Regions from separate parts of the Mus musculus genome. Here all the other regions are linked to region 3. The links are chromatin contacts, called in public Hi-C and promoter capture Hi-C maps. All regions are on one chromosome and are shown on one strand. Each heading gives the region's core, a stretch centred on a gene start, on an enhancer-like site or on the middle of the called end of the contact. The rest is flanking DNA. Distances are from core to core; before and after follow the strand shown. Region 1 holds the start of Cdc37 (cell division cycle 37). Region 2 holds the start of Fbxl12 (F-box and leucine-rich repeat protein 12). Region 3 holds the start of Zfp809 (zinc finger protein 809). Region 4 holds the start of Icam1 (intercellular adhesion molecule 1). Region 5 holds the start of Zfp266 (zinc finger protein 266).

Region 1 (2,700 bases), core at 165-2,664, 1.1 Mb after region 3:
CAGGACAGCCAAGGCTACACAGAGTAATTCTGTCTCAAAACAAACAAACAAACAAACAAACAAATAAATATTTTTTAAAATTTAAGGGCAGATCTGGTGTAGTGGGGCACACCTTTAGCCCCAGCACTGGGGAGAAGAGGTAGAAAGATCTGTTAGTTTGAAGTCAGCCTGGTCTACATAGTGAATTCCAAGACAGCCAGAGCTGTCTTATATACAGTGAGACTCTGGTGGGGGTGGGGGTGGGGTGGGAATTAAGGGCAAACATGATTAAAAAAAACAAATTGTATATTAATGTTTTGTCTGCAAGTATATCTGTCCACCACATGCATGCCTGGTGTAGTCAAAGGCCAAATGGGGACATAATATATATATCCTGGGTTGGACTTACAGATGGGTGTGAGTGGCCATGTAGGTGTTGGGAACAGAATCCGGGTGCTCTGGAAGACCAGCCAGTCTCCAAACTATTGAGCCAACTTTCCAGCCTCAATTTTGACTTTTTTTTTTCCATTTTTTATTAGGTATTTAGCTCATTTACATTTCCAATGCTATACCAAAAGTCCCCCATACCCACCCACCCCCACTCCCCTACCCACCCACTCCCCCTTTTTGGCCCTGGCGTTCCCCTGTACTGGGGCATATAAAGTTTGCGTGTCCAATGGGCCTCTCTTTCCAGTGATGGCCGACTAGGCCATCTTTTGATACATATGCAGCTAGAATCAAGAGCTCCGGGGTACTGGTTAGTTCATAATGTTGTTCCACCTATAGGGTTGCAGATCCCTTTAGCTCCTTGGGTACTTTCTCTAGCTCCTCTATTGGGAGCCCTGTGATCCATCCATTAGCTGGCTGTGAGCATCCACTTCTGTGTTTGCTAGGCCCCGGCATAGTCTCACAAGAGACAGCTACATCTGGGTCCTTTCGATAAAATCTTGCTAGTGTATGCAATGTTGACTTTTTTTTTTTAGAGTGTTGTTTGTATAACAACCCTGACCGTCCCTAAAATTACTCTGTAGGCTAGGCTGGCCTCGATCCGCCGGCCTCTGCCTCCGGAGTACTGGCATAGCGCCACTACCGCCCAGCCAATTTTGACTTTTTGACAGTGTCAATATGTAGCCCTGGCTGGACTAGAACTCCTGGAGAGCCACCTGCTTTTGCCTCTAGCGTACTTGGATTACCGTGGGCCACCACGCCCAACGCGACTAACCTTTTGTTTCTAAAGGATGGTCAGTCTGGTTTCGGCGGGAACTTCCAGAAGGCCTCACCACATACTCCTGGCCCTTTAAAGAAGACCTCCGGTTGCCAATGCCGCCGACTCCCGTTGCTAAGGACGTAACGTCCCGCGCCGACGCTGGGGCGGGGCCGTCCTGCGCGGCGCCCTGGGCGGAAGCGGAAGGGGCGGGGCTCGCCGAGCGGACTCTCTAGCCCTTGTGGGTCCCTGTTCAGCGCCCGGCCGTGTGGAGCCCCGGGAGCCAGTCCGGGCCTCCGAAGCGAAGATGGTGGACTACAGCGTTTGGGATCACATCGAGGTGTCGGACGATGAGGACGAGACGCACCCCAACATAGACACTGCCAGCCTCTTCCGCTGGCGGCACCAGGTGGGGCTGTGCGCGCTCATCCCCTTCCCCCCCACTCCCGGGACCCCCCGCTCTAGAGTTCTGACCTCTTCCCCAGGCCACCTGGCGTGGGGGCGGGGGAGACCTTAGTTATTGACATCTGGAGCCGCCTGCTCCACAATCTAGACTTTTCTCTTTCTTTTCTTTTCTTTTTCTTTTTTTTTTTTTTTGAAACAAAATTTCACTGTGTAACCTTCCCTGGCCTAGAACTTGCTGTGTAGAACAGGCTGGTTTCTAACTCACAGTGATCCTCCTGCCTCTGCCTTCCCAGTACTGGGATTAGAGACATGTGCCTTCATGCAGGGCCGGACTTTTTAATTCCATCCCAGGACTCCTGGCTTCTTCACCGTAATTCTTGACCTGTATCTCCAGGCGTTCTCTCTGTGCTATGGTTCTCTTCTGTTTGTAAGTTTATTTATTGTGTGTGTTCCCGTGTGCACGTGGCACAGCATGCCTATGGTGATCACAGGATAACTTGTAGAAGTTGGGCCTCTCTTTTCACCATGTTGGAACTGGCTGTGGAACTCCAGTCGCCCCACGTTGCCACAAGCACCTTTACACTCTGAGCCATTTTATCAGTTGGTAATACTTTAGTCAGAGTCTTGCCTCTCCCCATCCCCAAGCTGACCCTTGTGTGTAGGGTCCCCACTATCCTGTGCAGAACCTTCTGTTCTTCCTCAGAGTCTGGACCCCAGGTTCTGTTAGGTGATCTCATAGCCCAGCCACGCACCCACTTCATATTGCACGTCTCCCTTCTGCCTCTCCTCACTACTTAGAGTCTGGAGCCACAAAACTTCTGACTATGGCATCTATTTCCCAGGATCTTAGGCATGAATTTCTATTAAAGGCCCAGAGACGACCCCCTCCCCCCCCAACTTCCAAACTAAATGAGCCCTTAATTTAACTGTCAATCTTAGCTTGCAGCTGGGATTCCCCAGTCCAGGATCCCTTTCCCTGGGTTATAGACTTGAGTCCCACATGGGACATACCTGTAGAGCCCCCTTATCCTCTGTATTTGACCTCCATCTCCACTCTTGCCCATCATTCAGTTCCAGTGGCTCTCCTTATTCTCACCTCCTGTAGACTCTTA
Region 2 (2,700 bases), core at 18-2,517, 1.6 Mb after region 3:
ATTGCGGCTGTGGCCACGCCTCCCTGGCTTGGCCGTCCTGCTGGCCCCTCACTCCCATCCCAGTCACACCTTTCAGTTTCGAATGAAGTCCTGTTCTGTGTCTTTAGTGCTTAGATATGTTCCAGTCTCCCCAATGCCTCGTTTCCGTCCTGAAAAGACTTCTCAGGCTTTACCGGATTCGTTTCCGTCTCGAAAAAAAACTTCTCAGGCTTTAAGTCTCTTGGCATACATACAAGAAAAGTGGTGGGGTTTGTTTTTCTTGTTTTGTTTTGGTATTTGTTTTAGTGTTGGAGGTCGAACCTAGGGCCTGCTAAGCATGCTTACCAGCCAAAGGCTCTCCCACTGAGCTGCACACCCAGTTCCTGGTTTAGCTCTTGTTTCTGTCTCCAGCGATGCTTTTAGGGCCCCCGTCGCTGCTCTTATCCATTCTTCCAGTCATAAGTCTCCCAGCCTGTCCCTTTGTCGCCCAGCCATTCCAAACTTGATTCCATCCCCTATATCGGACCTTGTTCCGCCTAAGCTAGGTTTTACAAGTTTAGTCTTCAGGCGCAATTAGGATCCCTAGTCCTTGAGCCCCTTCCCACACAAGTCATGGTTTCTGGGTTTGTTGCTCTGTTAACTTTTCCCTGCTCAAGTCATGCCTCCTGGGTATACATACGGTCTGGTCGCAGGCTGATCTCTGCCTTGGCAGTAACCCTAAGCCTTTTCCAGCACAAGCCAAACCTCCGCACGCCACTAGTCGCTTAGCTCTAGACGCGCCCCTTGTCTCTTCCTACTGAAGCCACGCCTTCCCATTGTTGTGGACGGCCTCCAATCAGCTCCTCTGCCGCTGGCCACACCCTTCCACTCGGCGGCGCTTTTTCAAATGCTAGTACTTTGGCCTTGTTTGCAACGCCTGCTGCCCTTCGTCTCTGTCTTTTATCCTCTCTCCCAGAGTCCCACTTTGGGAGTTTGCTGCTTTTCCTCTGACTGGCCTCCAGGCCCCCGGGCCCCCGGGCCCCCGGGCCTCCTGGCCCCTGGGCCCCTTGGCCACGCCTCAGGACCACTCCCCGCCCGTCGGAGCCACGCTTTCTAGGCGTGTTGCTTTCTTCATCCCAGCTTGCGTGGGGTCTACCTGCCTCTGCTCGCCACGTCTCCCGGCTATGACTACGCCCTGAGCCCCCTCCTCGCCAGAGTCACGCCTTCTGGGTTGTCTGCTGACCCCATTTGGGTTTGCTGCTTATACTTAGCTCCACCTCATGGCCACGCCCCCGAGGCATTCTTCACCTTCAGCCTTCTGGATTTGCTGTTAGCCTTCCTCTTGGCCCTGGCCACGCCTCGTGCCCCCTCCTCCACCAAGCCACATCCAGGTTTTCCTAGAGTCACGCCTTCTGGGTTGTCTGCGGACCCCTTTTGGGTTTGCTGCTTATACTTAGCTCCACCTTATGGCCACGCCCCCGAGGCACTCGTCACCTCCAGCCTTCTGGGTTTGCTGTTCGTCTTCCTCTTGGCCCTGGCCACGCCTCGTGCCCCCTCCTCTCCCAAGCCACATCCAGGTTTTCCTATTTCCAGTTCCATCCGCTAGCCAAGCCAGTCAGGCCTAGTCAGTCTCTAGTCTTGACCTCTAAACGGTCGTCAGCCCGCGCCTGTCCAGTCCCGGGGCCTCGGGCACTTTCCTAGAAAAGTAGGGATTCTCGGCGGGCCTCTGAAAGTCGCGCCGGTTTGGCCAGTCCGACCACCCCAGCGCTGTCCAGGGAACGCGGCCTCGCCGCCACCGGAAACGGAAGCGTGCGACAGCTGGACCATGGCGACTCTGTTTGACCTCCCAGACTTGGTGCTCTTGGAGATCTTCTCTTACCTCCCTGTCCGGGACCGGATCCGCATCTCCAGGTGCCGCCCCGCTCCTCGGGGGAAAGAGCCGGGCATGGGCTCGGCAGGAGATGCGGATCCGGTCCTAGCGGGCCGGGGTCGTTCTAACGGCCGGTCCACTCCTCCAGGGTCTGTCACCGCTGGAAGAGGCTAGTGGATGACCGGTGGCTATGGCGACACGTCGACCTGACGCTCTACACGGTATGCGGGACCCGGGAGCGGTGCGGGGAGAGCCACCCCCTGCCCTGGGACATGGGGGTGGGGGTTGCTTTATTTTGCTTTCTAGTGTTTGTTTGCTGTTTGTTTTATTTATTTATTTTTGATAGTTTCTTGAGGCTTTTATTTTTCTGGATTTTCGTTGGTGTTGCTTCTTGGGGGGCTGAGGGGGTTGTTTTGAGACAGGGCCTCTAGGCCAGGCTGACTTCAGCTTCCTATGAAGCCGAGGCTGAGCTTGATACCTACCTCGACCTTCTAAATATTGGGATTAGCAGCGTGGGCCCCATGTGTGGTTCCTGTGCTACTGGGAATGCAATTTAGGTTTCTTGAATGCTAGGAAGGAACACCTCTGAGTCACGTACTGGTTTCCAACTAACCACCCCCTGCAACAACCTCCTGAGTGCTGAAGTTACAGCTGTAGGAGAAGGCCCAGGAAGTGTTTGGGTTTTGTTTGTTTGTTTGTTTGTTTGTTTTCTCGAGGAAAAATTTCTCTGTAGCCCTGGCTGACCTGGAATTCTGCTTCTCCAGTGCTGGGACTAAGGGTATGCACCACCATACTCTGCTGGTTTGGTATTTAAGTGAGTTCGTGCTTGGAATTTTTCTGCCTGTCCTAGTGCCAGCCTTTACCTCCCCTTC
Region 3 (2,700 bases), core at 171-2,670:
CAGGTCTCCCGGTCGTAAAGAAAGGGAGGGAATAGGAACTGCTTCTGACGATCTTGGCTGACTCTTTGACCATCTGGCAGCCCGGCGCCTCCTGCTTGCCCCCCTTTCTATAGAGAGCATAGTTAAAAGCTGAAACATTAACCAGATGCATTGTCGACTCTGATAAGCCCCCGGCTTTAGAATTCTTATACGCCCCGGTACTACTCTGCTCACTACCGCGCCAATTCTTCCTAGACCCTACCCTATCAAAACCCTGAGTTTTTGAGTCTCAGGGTCGATTCCTCTGTCTCCTGAGTGAGATACGTATTGATTGACCCGGAGCTCGGCCATTAAAGCTGCCTCAAGAAGGTCTCTCATGTTTCTTTGGGTGACCCCGCGACCTGAGACTTGAGTGGGGGGCTCCTTCTTGGGGTCCTACAAGATGGCTCAGCGATTAAGAGCACTGACTGCTCTTCCAAAGGTCCCGAGTTCAAATCCCAGCAACCACATGGTGGCTCACAACCATCCGTAACGAGGTCTGACGCCCTCTTCTGGTGTGTCTGAAGATAACTACAGTGTACTTACATATAATAAATAAATAAATAAATCTTAAAAAAAAAAAAAAAAAAAAAAGAGCAACTCAGGGCCTGAAGAGATCTCACAGTCATACTGCTTCCCCCTTGCCTTCTGCTCCTCGGTACCACGTCACAGTCTGCACCACACACATCCAATGCGTGGCTATTCCTGTACCTCAGCAATTTTAAGATTAAGTCTATCAGATACTTTAAAACTACTGTTTAGGACAAGGAACTGAATTTTTATCTTCCCCACTTCCTCCAATTAATGCGCAAAAATATTTAATCCTCGGGGATCCTTTCAGACCCACTAGTCTCTCATCCATCCTAAGGATGGGTTCTATCAACATCTCCCAAGTCTATAAAGTTCCTGATTGGTGACAGCCAGGACACTGACAGGCCTATCCCAGAGTGACAGACAGATGGAGAGTCACCCCTACTAGACCCAGCTCCCTGCACCCAGCTTCCGAGAGTTTCCAGACAGGGCGCAGAGTTCCCCATCCCAACCTTGCAGGTAAACGGAAGCCCAGAGTTCCTAGTGTGACACCGGCGCTGAAGCGACCCAGCGGTCAGGCATTCCTGTCTCTTGCCTGTGGGTGGCAGAGCTGTGCAGGGCGTTGCAGCCAGCTCGAGTCCCCACGCATGGTCGGGGCGCGATAGGACGCTCCGGGGTGCCCTGAGCCCGCCCAGCCCCCATCCCACAGCCATCCACACCGGCTCCACAGGGACGCCGCGCCGAGCTCACCATGATGGGACTGGGAGCGTCCTGTGACTCGGTCTCCGCCACCAGCACAACTTCCCGCAACGGACGCCTGGGGACCACAGGACCCAAGATGGCAGGCTCAGACCTCCTCTGAACTTTCTAAATCCACCCCACTTCCTCATTTCAGAGCGGTCCTGTCACAGGGCCTGAGTGACAGTCAAAGTCACCAATCGATGACGGAAGGCGGGGCGTAGCAAAGGGCATAAGGCTGTCTGATCATACGGAAAGTCTTAGCGGACAGAAAAACGGTATCACAATAATTTATTTTAATTCCCGTGAAGTTTTCTTACTGTGATGTGATGTATGTGTCTCTGTGTGTGTCTCTGTGTTTCTCTGTGTGTGTGTGTGGCGCGGGGGGTGGGTGGGGGGTGCTGACCTGTGGATAAATGATAAGATTAAGCAACTCTGACCCAACCCAGACCGACTCTGACAAAACACATACCAGAAAAAAAAAAAAAAAAAAAAAAAAAAAAAAAGTGCTGGCTGAAGGCTACCTGGGCCCTCTGGGGAACGAAGGTACTCTCCAAGGATGACCCGATATCACCCAGCCAACCAGACAAAAGGTCTAGCCATCCATCACCAAGTGCCTAGAAGCTGTTACTGTAATCTGCCCTCTAAAAAAAAAAAAAAATGTATACGGTGCTTGTAAGCTAGAACCGGGATCGCCCCCTGTCTCTTGCTTGAGAGACTGCTGAAGATCGATCCCTGCGCACCAGAAAAAATAAACATAGATCTTGTCTCACTTGGGGTCTTCCAGCAGGTAAAGCCCCTCTGGGGCTTTACATGAGAAGCATTTTTTTTTTTTTTTTTTTGGTTTTTTTCGAGACAGGGTTTCTCTGTGTAGCCCTGACTGTCCTGGAATTCACTTTGTAGACCAGGCTGACTTGGAACTCAGAAATCCACCTGCCTCTGCCTCCTGAGTGCTGGGATTAAAGGCATGAGCCGCCACGCCCCGCTGAGAAGCAATTTTTTTCTTTTCTTTTTTTCTTTTCTTTTCTTTTTTTTTTTTTAAGATTTATTTATTATTATATCTAAGTACATTGTAGTTGTCTTTAGATGCACCAGAAGAGGGCGTCAGATCTCATTAAGAATGGTTGTGAGCCACCATGTGGTTGCTGGGGTTTGACCTCAGGACCTTTTGGAAGAACAGTCAGTGCTCTTAACCACTGAGCCATCTCTCCAGCCCGAGAAGCAATTTTTAACACAAAATTTAAAACAGTACTGCAAAACTTTTTTATTAAAACCACGGCTAATGCTCAGAGTAATGAGTTGCATTATGGCCCTTTCATGCAGATGTGTAATTATACTGTTTTCATTCATTCTGTATTAACATTCAGAGTATAATAACCAAATAGAAGACCAACAACATTTTAAATCTGTCAT
Region 4 (2,861 bases), core at 57-2,556, 1.2 Mb after region 3:
CAGGCCAACCTGGTCTACAGAGCAAGTTGTAGGACAGCCAGGGCTACACAGAGAAATCCTGTCTCAAAAAAACAAGACCAACCAAAAAAAACAAAAAAACAAGAAAAACCAATAACAACAACAACAAAAAACTGAACTCAGCTTTCCCCTCCCCCATCTCTCCACCCTCACCCCCCCACACACGCAAAGATCCCAGTGCTATGATTGGTGGTCTGGTGGAGGTAATAACAGCTATAACAGCTAGCAACTCTCCTCAATACTTCTGGAATTATTCGGGCTCCTTGGAGAACCCTGAGGCAAGAAGAAGTCATCCAGCTAGGAGTTATGGATTGCGGGAATCCAAGTCGGGAGCCTCCTGATAGCTGCTGAACAAGTTCTGAATCTTCCTCTCTTGGGAGGACGGCAGGCGCCGCCCCCAGGCAGCAGCAAGGTGGGGAGTCCTGAGCCGGCTCACTCTGGCTCCAGGGTACACCAACCCTGGAATTCCCCAGCGCAGAAGCAGCCTGGACTTCCCCAGGGGTGAGGATGAGGAACGGGTGTCTGTGGGGGAGGGAACCGGACCTCAAGATTCACTTTAGGACGGGCCAGCCCCTCAGACCATCTGTTCCCCACCTCAGCCATATTCTGACTGCCCCATGACAAGGACTGTGACCACAGTTCCCATTGCACAGACCATGAGCCCAGGTTCTAAACGTGCATGTTTTAGGAGAGTAGTGTGTTTTGAGCCTGTAACCCGAAGAGCCGCGAGGCCTTGAGGACTGAGTTCAAGGCCAGCCTAGGCTAACGTGTCAAGGCATCATTCTCAAAACAGGAAAGAAAGGAAGGGAGGGGAAGAGGGGGACAGGGGGAGAGAGAGAGGACAGAGAGAGGGGGAGGGAGGGAGGGACTGGGAGGGAGAGAGAGAGAGAGAGAGAGAGAGAGAGAGAGACCGAGATTTTGGGTTCTGTAACCCACCCATGGAGTGATGCTACGTGGGATTCGAACTCCGGGCTGTTAGTTTTCAACCCTGGGTTTCCAATCCCACTTCCCGTTAACAGCTGAATTTATGTGATGTTCCGCTGGCCGGGAAGCAGGGATTTCGACCGCGCTCTGGGTCCTGGAGTTTGGAGACCTGCCCCCCAAAGCGACCCCACCTCGGACTCACCAGGGATCACAACGGTGACCAGGGCCAGGAGCAGAGGTAGCGTGGGCTTGGCACGGGTTGAAGCCATTGCAGGGCCAGGGCAAAGTGCAGGTAGCAGCGGAGCTCAGCACTAGCACTGGGTGCAGACTGAGGCGGGCGGCGCTTTTATAGTCTCTGGCTCACGGGGGGCCGAGGGGCGGTGCTGTCGGGGCCACTTTCCGGGAAACCTCGCGCCTTCCCCTCCGGAACGAGGGCTTCGGTATTTCCGGGTGGAGACTGTGCCCTGGCAGAGAGGGGTGGTCCTGCCTCGCTGGCCCCTGCGATCTAGGAATTTCCAAACTGAAGTAATGACATGTGGGGGGAGGTGGTGTCAGAGACCAGCAGGTGAGTCCGGAGAGAAGGCCCCGGGCCTCCAGGAGTCACGCCTCCTGGTTAACTGATTGACTACTGCCTAGTCCCCTGCGACATCAGGACCGCCATCCCCTCAAAGGGATAAACTGAGGCTCGGCATTTCGCAGGGATCCGAAATCAAGTCCTGATTTCCCCAACTACTGCAAGCCTCTTTAACCCACCAGACATGCCCTTGCCGGGGATAAGGGCTCCCTGGAATCGTTAGGGGACGCCATCCATTCAGAGGTGCCCCTCTCCCCAGGACCATGCTCCACCCACTTGGCACTAGAGATGAAGCAGCGATCCAAGCAGGCCCGGACAGATCCGCTGTGAGAAAGTCCTGCCTGAGAGGCAGTCCTCACTTCCCTTCTCCCACTCACGACTGCTCCCGCCCCCGCGGCCTCGGTTCCCCTTTTCTGCTTTGACTTCTGGGGCGTCTTGACAGCTCCCCCAAAAGGAAGGAAGATGTCTGGTCCTGTGGCGTGGAGCCCTGCACCTCCCTTTCTTAGACTGGATGAGAAACAGAACTCCGAAGAGGAGAGGCACCTCTCAGAAAGCAGAGATCCCCCACTCCCCAGCGCGCCTTATGGGGGGGTTTCCTCTCCTTCTCACTCCTTTCCCCCACTTCCTCCATCCTCTGGCCCCGCCCCGTGCTAGTTTCTCCCCTTCCCCCTCTCATCTCTCCCCCTGCTGTCTCTTCTTGAGGTCAGGTGTCAAGTAGCTCAGGGTGACCTCAAACGCCCTGTAGTTGAGGATGACCTTGAACTCCCGATCCTGCCTCGTGCTCCACTGCTCTTGCTTTTCGCAGTGAAACTGAGGCAGACCTTGAACAATGAGATTGGACAAAGAGAGATATCAAACCCTAGTCTTCCAAGACCCAGTGGCTTGCTTACTGGCCTTTGGACGCCCGAGGCTTCCTGTTTTAAGACGCCTATACAGTTGCTGTGGAGACCAGCCCTGGGCCAGGAGGTCGTGCTGCAGATGCGGAAGGGAGAGGTCGAGATGCACGTGTGCTCTTCCTCCAGAGCCCACAGCTCCCAGGCCACTCCACACCCAAGCCTGAAGCCTGGTTATTCCTAAGGAATTTCCACGGGGATGTTTTGATTGGGGGGGGGGGGTGTCTGGGGAGCGGGCACTCAATCTCTACCCCAGGACAACTATGATGGAGTTTCAGAGTGACCTCAAGGGAATCTGGGAAATCCCTCAGAGTGGATTTTTCTAGTGGTGTCACTGAGAGTCTTTGGTCCTCATTTCACCTGTTTGAGACTCCATTGCCCTAAGGTCCCATATGCAGTCTTTAGTTTGACTGTTTAAAGCGGCACCTTCTGTGTTGAGCGCACCAATCGGT
Region 5 (2,700 bases), core at 123-2,622, 1.7 Mb after region 3:
GTCTCATGTCCATGGAGAACAAAAGAGGTATCAGGTATACTGGAAAAGGAGTTACAGACACTTGTAGGCTGCCATATGCGTACTGGGAACTGAACCAGGGTCCTTTGGAAGAGCAACAAAGGTTCTTAACCACTGAGCAATCTCTCCAGACCAACTTCTCCATTTCTTTAAAACATCTTTTGATCTCCCATTCATGGTCCCCTTTCTAGGTTCATGTCTTATATTCACAGTCACAGCCATATGAGACACACACACACACACACACACACACACACACACACACACACACAAAGCTAGTATCCATATAGGATCCATGTGAAACTATGAAGTAGTTTATAACTCTTTCTGGCCTTGAACTCACAGAGATCCACTTGTGTTTGCCTCCTGAGGGCTGTTAAAGGTGCATATCACTATGCCTGACCTAGTTTTACTCTGAATTATTCCAAAAATAGAAAACACCCAAGCTGTTAAACTGTCTCTAAAAATTAAGTCGTTTGGGCCAAAAAGCTGGCTCAGTGGGTGAAAGAGAAGCTGACTTCCATTGCTGAAACCCATGGTGATAACGGACGCCTGAAAGTTGTCCCCTGACCTCCATACATTGCCATGTACATGCCTGCTTACTCTGTTAAACCATGCACACACATACACACACCCCATTATCACGAAAAATCAGGAAAAGATGTTAGGAACTAAGCATTTTGGATACAGGGTTTCATGTATCCCAGACAGACTGGCCTTGAATTTACTATGTAGCCAAGGATGGCCTTGAACTTTGTCTTCTTCTCCCAAGCACCACTAGTACCATCTACGGTACTGGCGATGGATCCCAGGGCTTCGTGATGCTAGTCCGGGCTCTACTAACAGCCCTGGGTGGTGAAAACGTGATGGAATCAAGGACTGAGGTGTTAGCAGAGTCCAGAGACACACAAAGACAGGTCGACATAAAGGTGTCTGGAGACAGCACTAACTGAATGGACCAAACGGATCATTTTTCCTGGGTTGGCAGATTGTGCAACATGGCTAAGGGCATCGCGAGCGTGAGGGAGAGGCGGGAGAGAAAAGCTTTTGTCAGCAGCATCTCCACCGGGGCGTCCCCACACCCATCCTCGCCCCACCGGTCCGCCATCAACCGAGGCGCACCCCGGCCTGGTCCCGCCTCTCGCCCCGCCCCCGCACTGCTCCCCCTTCAAGGTCTCGCTTCTGATCTCGACCTCTCGGCTCTTTTCCTGTCTCAACGCCCCTTATGAACCCACCCGAAAAAGGGTGCAACTGTCGGGACGCTGGAACAAACAAGTTTTTCTCTCCAGCTTGGAGAGCTCCAACGTGGCTGAGAACTCCGAGCCGGAAATGGAAGTGACGTCACGGCCAGCCCCCCCTTTTCTCCGAGCTCTGAGTCCTTCTCGGCGTTTGTCCGAGGGCTCTCCACGCAGCGCTCGGTGAGGATTCGGTGAGGAGCTGCGGGGGCGGCGCGGGGAGGGCGAGGACTCGGTAGGCCTGTGCGGGGAGGCGGGCCGAGCTCTGCTCGCGGGGTCCCGCGGCTTCCCGGGCTCTGCAGCCTTCCCGGGTGCCGCGGCCCGAGTGCGCATCCCGACTCAGCCCTGAGCTGTTTGCACCCACCTTTCTTCTAAAGCCGGTGTAAAGTAACCTTCGTGGAATTATTTTCCTCCCCAGAAAGAATAGACTTTTCGCCATTGGTATCACATTGAGACGCTGCATTTTCCATTCTTGGACCGGGCGATTCTGTTTGGGGGAGCCGAGCTTTGGCTGAAAGGTGGGTGAGGGCAGCCTTTTCCTCTTGTTTTTCTTTTTGTGTGTGTATGGAAAGGAATGCTTTATCCGATTATTTCGCTTTCGTGGGACCTATGTTTACCTGAGACACATTGCATTCTGATTTTTTTAAAAAGGCAACTTCGTTGTAGACTTTCGCAGAGTGCATTTATCTGTATATAAATATAAACGTACAAAGACCCGGGTCTTTGTGTTGAAGAAAAGTAAGGATAACAAGTTACTCTTGATTTGATGCTGGGGCCGCAACTCAGAGCCTCATGATGCTAAGCACTCTCCTGCTGAGCTACACCCTAGCCCAAATAGTTAGCTATTGTCTGAATGTTGTAGGCCTGTGCCTCCTTGCAGACTTTAAAAAATGGAGGCTTTGTTAGGTTAGTACTGATTAAACTGGTTGGTTTTTCAAGGAAAATTAAAATACAGTTTATGTTGAACTATTTGAGAATAGGTTGGGAATTTCAGGCATGATTTTTTTACATAACGGGGTAATACATTTTCTAAAAAAAAAAAAAAAGAAGATACTGACCCAGTAAGACCGTAAATACTGATCTTTCAGCCAAGATAATAAAAAATTAATATTATCTAATATCTTCTTTGTGTGAAATCAGAATTCTTCATTGTTATAAGTTTTTGGGTGTTTTTGCATCTAAGATCTTTTCAAAGTTTCTTTGTTTTTCTAATAGTGGGAATTGAATCTAGGGCTTTGTGCATGTTTAGTAAGCTCTCTTACTGAGCTATAAACCAAGACCTCTTTAAGGCATTTTTGCTGTTATTTAATCTATTTTAAGTTGTTATCTGTTTATGTGTGGGGTGTGGGTTTCTGCCTTGAGTGCAGTGCCCCTGGATGTCACAAAGGGCCTTGGCTCCCTACAGCTGCGTTACAGGAGGTTGTGAGCCACCTGGTGCGGTGCCGGT

The links. Promoter capture Hi-C pulls out the DNA fragments that hold promoters and counts their contacts. Hi-C and Micro-C count contacts between places; a contact is called where the count stands out from the background. Capture Hi-C pulls out chosen DNA fragments and counts their contacts.
Region 1: a promoter capture Hi-C map of erythroid cells shows a contact between it and region 3, with 8 times the contacts expected there. The contact joins the promoter of Cdc37 here to the promoter of Zfp809 in region 3. A contact is called at or near these places in 3 of 39 promoter capture datasets (erythroid cells, liver and pre-B cells) and 1 of 9 other capture datasets (liver).
Region 2: a contact with region 3 is called in a Hi-C map of CD8 T cells, with 11 times the contacts expected there. The contact joins the promoter of Fbxl12 here to the promoter of Zfp809 in region 3. A contact is called at or near these places in 3 of 39 promoter capture datasets (erythroid cells and liver), 2 of 484 Hi-C or Micro-C datasets (B cells and CD8 T cells) and 2 of 9 other capture datasets (adipose tissue and liver).
Region 4: a Hi-C map of B cells shows a contact between it and region 3, with 7 read pairs. The contact joins the promoter of Icam1 here to the promoter of Zfp809 in region 3. A contact is called at or near these places in 2 of 39 promoter capture datasets (liver and pre-B cells) and 1 of 484 Hi-C or Micro-C datasets (B cells).
Region 5: a promoter capture Hi-C map of liver shows a contact between it and region 3, with 6 times the contacts expected there. The contact joins the promoter of Zfp266 here to the promoter of Zfp809 in region 3. A contact is called at or near these places in 1 of 484 Hi-C or Micro-C datasets (B cells) and 2 of 9 other capture datasets (adipose tissue and liver).

What each region holds. Positions count from the first base shown.
Region 1 is chr9:21,148,648-21,151,347 of GRCm38.p6, reverse strand. It overlaps Cdc37 (cell division cycle 37), which reads left to right and starts at 1,414. Exons shown (of 8, transcript NM_001378796.1): 1 at 1,414-1,592. The coding sequence starts at 1,491. Gm35977 (a long non-coding RNA gene) reads right to left here and starts at 1,380. Exons shown (of 4, transcript XR_870568.3): 1 at 1,202-1,380.
Region 2 is chr9:20,641,373-20,644,072 of GRCm38.p6, reverse strand. It overlaps Fbxl12 (F-box and leucine-rich repeat protein 12), which reads left to right and starts at 1,267. Exons shown (of 3, transcript NM_013911.3): 1 at 1,267-1,869; 2 at 1,977-2,049. The coding sequence starts at 1,784. It overlaps Ubl5 (ubiquitin-like 5), which reads right to left and starts at 737. Exons shown (of 5, transcript NM_025401.4): 1 at 1-737.
Region 3 is chr9:22,224,432-22,227,131 of GRCm38.p6, reverse strand. Zfp809 (zinc finger protein 809) reads right to left here and starts at 1,420. Exons shown (of 5, transcript NM_001164624.1): 1 at 1,300-1,420. The coding sequence starts at 1,302.
Region 4 is chr9:21,014,385-21,017,245 of GRCm38.p6, reverse strand. It overlaps Icam1 (intercellular adhesion molecule 1), which reads right to left and starts at 1,306. Exons shown (of 7, transcript NM_010493.3): 1 at 1,145-1,306. The coding sequence starts at 1,211.
Region 5 is chr9:20,520,091-20,522,790 of GRCm38.p6, reverse strand. It overlaps Zfp266 (zinc finger protein 266), which reads left to right and starts at 1,372. Exons shown (of 9, transcript NM_001082485.1): 1 at 1,372-1,447; 2 at 1,672-1,771.